Regions from separate parts of the Mus musculus genome. Here region 1 is linked to region 2. A link is a contact called in public HiChIP or PLAC-seq data. All regions are on one chromosome and are shown on one strand. Each heading gives the region's core, a stretch centred on a gene start, on an enhancer-like site or on the middle of the called end of the contact. The rest is flanking DNA. Distances are from core to core; before and after follow the strand shown.

Region 1 (4,100 bases), core at 1,416-3,915, 380 kb after region 2:
ACCCAGAAGTCACACAAGACTTGCTTGCTTAGTTGGAGTGTGAAAGCATTAAAGGTTTCTCTGTTGTGCAAATCTTAACAAAGAACAATAACATGAAGCCTTTAGATGTCATCAAATCTTTAGCTCGAGTTCATTAGCTCAGATTTAGCATGGAGTAGGCTGCAGAGAGAAGGAACAGGTGACATCAGCCCAGAGCACAGGATTCTGCTGGCAGCAAGGCTCTCCAGCTAAATGAAAATGAGACTAGAGACTCATTGTCATTGACAACTGCCCAAAACAGAGCAGGTGGGGACTGAAGACGACAGAGGTGAGTCCGAGGCAAGCCTCGAGTTTCCTTCTCCATGTATGTGAACGCACCTGTACAAATACCACAACAGTCAGGTAGACTTCAAGGAACAAGCTCTGGTTTGATCTTACCTCCCAACACGCTTGATAGAGGGGCTTTTTGAATGCCAGGCTCACAGCCTGAAAGCTCCCAATTCTCCTAACTGCCTCCTTCATGGGGATGTAACTCGGCAATAGAGTGTTTGCTTAGAATGAGCAAGGAGGGTCTTGAGTTCAAGGCCAGCCTGGAATATATAGTGAAATTCTATTTAGTGTCTGCTGTAGTAGTTCTGGGATTTCCGGTGCATGCTATGGTACCCAGCATTAGCGGACTCTGGGGATTCAACCTCAGGTTCTCATGCTTTTAAGCACTGAGCTGGCTCTGTAGCCTGAAACTCTGCTCTTAAGATCCCCATCTCTGGCTGTAAATACTGCGACATCCTGCAACCTGCAAGAAAGAACCATATTTCTTAAAGTGAAGAATTGAAAATCACTTCACTCTTAACTCCTCTTTCTCCCTCCCCCCCCCCACTTCCCCGCCCCCGTCTCTCCTTCTGGACAAGGTCTGGTGTAGCACAGGCTGACCTCAAACTTCCTATGTAGCCAAACTATGATTTTGAACTTTTGATTCTTCTGCTTCTAGCTCCCAACTTCTGAGTGTTGATTATAAGCACACACCAATCATGTTTGATTTCTGCAGTGCTGGACGATCCCAGGGCTTCATGCATGCTAAGCAAACACTCTACCCTCTGAGTCCCAACCTCACGGCAGCCCCTTTCAATGGTGGCACGGGACGCTTTGGTGAGGATTTCTGCACAGTGGCAAAGAAGCTCAATTATCCTTGGGAGTAATCTCCAATGTGGGAAAGGATTATTCCCCTCATCTGCATCGCTTCCCATGAGCTATGACTGACTGCCATCCATTTCCTCTCATCTCCTTAAGACTTCTTAAAGTCCCATTCAGAGGTACCAGCCAATCATTTGGCCATAATACCCCGCCTATGCAACAGTTACACGCAGGGTGGTATCCAACATCAAGCTGGAGCCATGGTAATTAAAGGGCTGAAAGGTTGGGCTGGAAGAGTGCATGGACCTGTCTATTGGACATTCCATATTTTGTGTGGACAGTTTGATCCTTTAAGCTCTGAAAACACCCAGAGGGCAAACTGTCAGCACCCTGCACAAGAATTTTGCCCTCAACAAAATGACCTTCAAGTTCCTAAATGGTTTCATATTATTTTTAGGTCTCTGTAGACATATTTCTCTTTGGTCATCCTCTGACATCTTAAATGCATTTATTTGCTGATAGGATTTACCCTCTCTGGCCAAGAGCCACTGATTAACATCTAGTCTGCACACTATGTAGAAATGTAATCCTTAACAAAATGGGACAAGTTTCCTGCAAGCCAACACATTGTATTGATTTGCAAGCTTCAGTTTAACTTGGGCATCCATTCTTGACAAGTTACAGCTGTCTTTCCCTGGCAAAAATTTACATGTCCAAACTTTGTGATAGACTAGAAGTCTCCTCCTTTTTGGTAGAGGTGCATATATTTGTGGAGTATGTTTGTTTGCATGCGTGTGCACAGGATGGGTGAATGGAAGCCAGAGGCCCATAGCCGACTCACTTCCTAAACCACTTCCACTGTCACTAGACTAGCTGACCAGCAAGCCCCAGGGATCCTCCTGTCTCGACCTCCCTTGTACTGGGGTTACAGACATGTGCTACTATGCCTGACTTTTTGTTTGCTTAGTTGATTGGTTTTGTTTTGTTTTTCCAAGAGAGAGGTTCTCTCTGTATAGTCTTAGAACTCACTCTCTAGACCAGGTTGGCCTCGAACTCACAGAGATCCACCTGCCTCTGCCTCCAGAGTGCTGGGACTAAAGGCATGCACCACACCACACCTGGCTTTTTTTATTTGGTTACAGGAGATCCTAACTCAGGCCCATCTGAGCCATCTCTCTAGCCCTGGTTACCTTTTCTTCATCCCCTTGGTAGGCTGGGGCTGAGGATTCGGTTCAGTTCGTAGAGAGCCTGCCAGCATGCAGGAAATCCCGAGCAACACATAAACTAGGCATGAAGGCTCACACCTATAACCCTTGCACTTAGGAGATGGAGATGGGAGGACCAGACATTCAAGACCACCAGCTACTTTGTACATTGGAGGGTAGCATGGCCCACATGAGATTCTGTCCAAAACACAAAACAAGAAAAAGCCAATGACTGATGGGGGACACGCCGTTCCATCCCAATGGCAGCTCTTGACAAGATTGGGCCAGCCCTCACCTCGGCTCCTTCTGAGCAGAGACAGCAAAAACACTAGTTCTCTTAGTGATGCTTTATCTAGATCCTGACATCTTTCTCAGCTGTCAGCTAGTTTGGGGTTTCCCTGAGGTTCACAATTCACACCACTGTGGCCTTTTCTGTTGTTTTATTGTTTAGAGCTGGGCTATACCAACTCTCCCACAATCTAGGGCAGGCCCCTGGGGACAAGATTTTCTGTGTCCTTGAGTAACTCAGATACATCCCCAGAGCTTCAGTTTCCCAGGCCATAGCAGAGAGAGGACGTGGGCCAATGGTACACCTTAGAGAGCTGGGCCAGTAGAAAGAGTGGATTGGTGTGCACCTCGGTTTTTTCCCTCCTCTCCTTTCACCTTTGCTCAGCCAGCTGGCTCTAAGGGCAGACATTCTGCCAGCGCACTTCTATTTGGGGTAACGGAAAGCAGAGACACCTTATCCCTAAACTTCACCTTAGCCACGACTGAAGTTTAAAACCTCCACGCTCCCTCAGAGCTTCAGGTGATCAGCAAAGCGGGTCACATGGAAGCTATGGCCTTTAAAACCCACATTCCCATCCACTTGTCCCAGGTCGTGGTGGCGCCTGCCATTAAGCCCAGCACTAGGGAGGCAGAGACAGGAGGACCTCTGAGTTCAAGGCCAGCCTGGTCTGCAGAGTGAGTTCCAGGCTAGGGCTACACAGAGAAACCCTGTATTGAAAAAAACAAAGGAAGGGAAAAAACAATCCTTACACCTTTGTGGATATGCTTGGAAGCAGGGGAAACGATCCAGCTCTGGAGGGAAAGCTAAGGATACAGAGGGCCTGTGTAATACACAAACTGGATCATGGGCTCCCTGGCCTCTGATAGAGCAGAGGGTATGGTGTGCTGGGTGGGGCAGAAGCAACGTAAAGGAAGCGCCCAATCCCATCTCTCCAGTCATTTTACATCTAAGTGGCAGCTCTGGACCCCCAGTCCAATTATAGAGGCAAGGTCCTCCATTCTGCCCTCTCTACAAAGTCAGGGAGGCACATCTAGATTTGCTGAAGCAGCAAGGCAGAGAGGCCCAATTTGATTGTTCCCAGGCACACACCAGCGAGATGGTAACCACTTAAGGGAAGGCTGAGCCCACATGCGTTGGATTGGATGCTTATACTCAGCATCCATCATTAAAGCTGAGAAAGATTCTTTTTCCTTTTGGTTTCTCCCCGGGCTCCCTCCTTCCTTCTAGGGCTTTTTTTTTTTTTTTTTTTTTTTTTACCAGTGCTGAGGATGGAACCCAGGGCCTTGTAGATGCTAGATAAATGTTCTTACATCTGCAGCCCAGAACCCTGGTTCTTACCTGCTCCTCACCTGCTACAGTCTTTGAAATTGCATCAAGCAAAAACCCTCTTATGGAATGGCTCAGTCAGTCAGTGCTGTCATGCAAGCCTGACAGTTCAGTTCCCAGCACTCACTGAAAAGCTGGGCCTGGCCGCAGGCCTAAACTCTCAAAGCTGA
Region 2 (3,931 bases), core at 148-2,647:
TGCCCTTTCCCCCATTACATCTTAAATCACCCCTCTTGCCCACTCAACTTCCCCAAATCTTACCAATCCTTATCTGCCAACCCAAAGCTTATCCAAAAGGAGTTATAAAGTGTCCTGTCTTAAAGTTGAGAAGAAGACTTTAAGTAGGCCAGAGTAAGAGTTGGATGACTAACCCTAGCACGTAAACTGCCAAGTGCATTGCACGTCTGGGATAGAGTCAAGAACACCCAGGGAAGCCAACCATAGTCGACACCCATTTCTCCTGGATCCTCCTCGTGTGACCAGTTCTGCTGACCCAAATCCTGTGACACTTGTAAACTTCCAACGCTTCCCATTCCAATGATGTTCAGGCAAGCAGGAATCAAGAGAGAGTGATGCTGAGGAATAATTGAGCCCTGGCAATGCAAAACATACCCCCAAATACAGTAGGTAAAGATTGAAAAATTAAAGACAGTGCTCTCTCGCTTGACTGGACATTCAAGCTCAGTAAAAGACAGTTGAAACCTGCTAAGCATACATAATATCATGGAGGACACAACTTGAACACTCTGTGGCTTGAACATTTATAGGGGGTAACAGAATGCATTCATCATTTGGAACTAATTTTACAGTTCACTGGCGTTACACGGAAGCCCTCTGGACTGCTTCTCCTGCGATGAGAAAGTTTCCAGAATGGCAGTTTCCACTGGGTTTCTGCAGCTAACAGTCTCCACTAGAGATGGATGCATTCCTAGCAGTGTGAAATTATAGTGTGGCCCATTGCCTAGGGGGAAGTGCACCAGATCACACCTCTGAGGGCGGTGTGTCTGTGTTTTCAGTTTTGTGTTGGGTTTGGGGGTGGGGGCTCAACTTGAACCTGTCAAGATATACCAGCTGGGGCAAACTTCTCCCTCCTCGTGGTGTCAGATGTTTGTAGGAGTTGTGTTTCTTTTTGATACTGAATCACCCAGGGTTGAAGATGGCTGTTCCTATTTATGAAATGTGTTCTGCTGAGTTTAGGGATGCATTTCTTTTCATCGTTTTTCAAAAGAAACCGAATTGCTTTTTCTGGAGCATGGGTCTCAATCCCCTCTGCATTTCTCTTTGCATGGATGCTATTGTCCTTGAGGTTACAGAGCTCAGGAGAGAAGCTTTCTATAGAAGGAGAAGTCACGTGCTGAGCAAAATGTGTGTGGCGGATTTCTTTCCACCCACAGAAAGCAGCCTCTGGTGTCTCCCATGTCTGAGAGTGCATCTTCCGGGATCTCTCTGCACTGTGCTTAATTCAGTGGGTGGGAAGCATGTGATGGTGCTGCTGCTGCTGCTGCCGCTGTGTAATTCTGCCCTTGCTACCCTCTTCCACTAGATGCAGCTGTCCCTTAGGAATGGAGCTGGATTGTTTATCAGTATTTTCATTGGCCAGAATGATGCTCACTAAGTGTGAGTGGGATGAGTCAGACATAATTACCTGCTCTGAGATGTATAGGACTTGGAACGCCTGTTTATATAAGGATTAAGTAAAAAATGAAACTGTGGCGAAGTGGAAAGATGTTGGAATAGAAACCAGTCCCTGAGGGGCAAAATATTCTAAATAAATTGTTGGGGGAAACCCTTGAGAAATTTGCTTTTCTTTCTCTTTTCCTGTTTTCTCCGAAGCCTGAAAGAGTCTATAGTAGCAAAACTAACTAAAGAGCGACTTCCTTCTTGAAGACCGGGCTCAGGGTCCTGAATCTCTGCACTTGATGACCTTCCTGTGCTAACATTTTTTGAGGGAAAAGGTCAAAGTGCTTTGAGAATTACAGTTAAAGGTAGAGACTGTCCCGGCACTGGATGGATGAGAACTGAACAGGATAAGAGGATGTTGGTTTATTTTGTTAGAGCACAACATATGGATTGAAGTTTGTCTATAGACATTTATTTCTCTTTTTATGAAATAGAACGGACGGAATATAAAGATCTCCTCTCATCATAAGCATATATTTGGTTGAATATAAAGATCTCCTCTCATCATAAGCATATATTTGGGTGAATATAAAGATCTCCTCTCATCATAAGCATATATTTGGGTGATACTTAAATGCTGTACATCAGGGCTCCCCTCCACTCCAAAACAGAAAGGCTTATTTGGGATATTCCCTAAGAGTACAGAATTTGAAACAATCCAAAGAGTAGCTGACCGTAGTTATTAAGGGCTTTAGGGTTGGCTTTAGGGTTTCATGACTGAAATCTGCTAATCACTTACTGTGTGCCTTTGAAGAAGTTTGTGCTTGTTTGTTTTTGTTTGTTCTCTATTTTCTCTTGTTTTTATTCTTTTCCCCCTACTTTTTCTTTTATTTTATGTGTGTGTGTGTGTCTGTGTGTGTCTGTGTGTGTGTGTGTGTCTGTGTGTGTGTGTGTGTGTATGTCTGTGTGTGTATGTCTGTGTGTGTGTATGTCTCTGTGTGTATGTCTCTGTGTGTGTGTGTATGTATGTCTGTGTCTCTGTGTGTGTTTGTGTGTGTGTGTCTGTGTGTGTGTGTGTGTGTGTGTGTGTGTGTGTGTGCAGGTACACAGGAGGCACTCTGGAATGGGGATGCAGGATGGGAGAGGGGAGAAGAGACTACCTCCAAGATCAAACTCCTGTGTCGTTGCATCATGACTTTTTGTTTTTGTTTTCTTTTTAGACAAAAGCTTCAATTTAAGTGGAGTATGCAAATTCAACGAGGCTAGCTGGCCACTGAACATCATGGACACTCCTGTTTCTGTCTCCCCAACAACAGGATGACAAAGACATCAACATGTCTGGCTCGGTTTCTTTTTTAACATGAGTTCTGGAGTGCAAGCTCTGGTCCTCATACTTGTACAGTAAGGACTTTCCAGACTGAGCTAACTCCAGCTGAAGTTTCTTCAGGCTGGGGAGAAAGCTCCGAAAGAAAAGCACTTGCCACCTGTGGAACTGTGAGGACCAGAGTTCAGATTCCCAGAACTCACATAAAAAGCAGGGGTGAAGGGATGATCCTAACACTGAGGAGCAGCAATGGGGATCCTGGGAACAAGCAAGCCAGGCAGACTAGCTCCAGAGTCAGCAAGAGACCTTGTCTCAGTGCATAATGAATGAGTAACTGAGGAAGACACCTGACTGACATCAATCTTGGAACTTTCTACTGACACCCGTGTGTCAGCACATACACACGTAATCGCATACATGTGAACACACACATACAGGCACGATAGAGAAGTTTCCTAATCTATTTGAACTCAGCTGTTCAGCTAAAACAGAAGGGACCTGTCTCACACAGTTTTGATGACTGATCAGTCAATACATTAATTCTTACTGCAATAACTAAACTAATATTGTTGCAATTTATGTCCTACAGAGAGCTTTTAGTTAATACCCTAATATGGTACTTGAAGCTGAAAAGTTTCTGGGTATCTGTGGTCCTATGAGATTAATATCGGGAGAGTAATTTTGTTTTCTATAATATGTTCAAAAGGCTATGAGTTTGATCATATCCAATGTTATTAATCTGATGATGACTAACTACCTTTCAGTAAAAACTGATATGTTTATGAAATATGGTATTTAAATAATAAAGGAAGCTAAGGAGTAAAAAACAATCAATGAAATGTCTAACTGATATTATCCTTTGATGGAAAAAATGGGATATGAATTTTCTTGCTTTTCCTTTGCACTATATATCCCACATTTTGTCAACATAAAGTCTCAAGGAACAGAAAAATGAATTAATTTCAGATCATCTAGCTTATTTGGACATGTTTGATTTCTGTCTTCATCAACTGTGTTCTTTCCATTGCCTAGTGTTTTAAGGCTGTTGTCAACTAAAGAAATGAATCTGCAGACCCCACGTGTCAGATATCAACATTCCTCAACAATGAAACTGCCAACTTGAAAACAAAAGCTTCCTCAGAACCTGGCTGTGAATGTCCCCTGCCACACCCACTGGCTTACCTG

What was found. HiChIP or PLAC-seq counts read pairs in DNA pulled down with a chosen protein or histone mark.
Region 1: an H3K27ac HiChIP or PLAC-seq map of regulatory T cells shows a contact between it and region 2, with 5 times the contacts expected there. The contact joins two enhancer-like sites. A contact is called at or near these places in 1 of 484 Hi-C or Micro-C datasets (group 2 innate lymphoid cells) and 1 of 115 datasets of contacts at active chromatin or transcription factors (regulatory T cells).

What each region holds. Positions count from the first base shown.
Region 1 is chr2:9,845,761-9,849,860 of GRCm38.p6, forward strand. No RefSeq gene overlaps it. Among named protein-coding and RNA genes, the nearest start is that of Gata3, 31 kb to the right of the region's middle. Within about 2 kb of position 2,666, at least 6 of the 459 cell types and tissues checked have an H3K27ac peak or open chromatin away from gene starts, as enhancers often do. A contact at or near this core is called in regulatory T cells, where this site is marked.
Region 2 is chr2:9,463,739-9,467,669 of GRCm38.p6, forward strand. It overlaps Gm13219 (predicted gene 13219), which reads left to right. Exons shown (of 3, transcript NR_168281.1): 3 at 2,643-3,576. Among named protein-coding and RNA genes, the nearest start is that of Gm13219, 110 kb to the left of the region's middle. Within about 2 kb of position 1,398, at least 25 of the 459 cell types and tissues checked have an H3K27ac peak or open chromatin away from gene starts, as enhancers often do. A contact at or near this core is called in regulatory T cells, where this site is marked.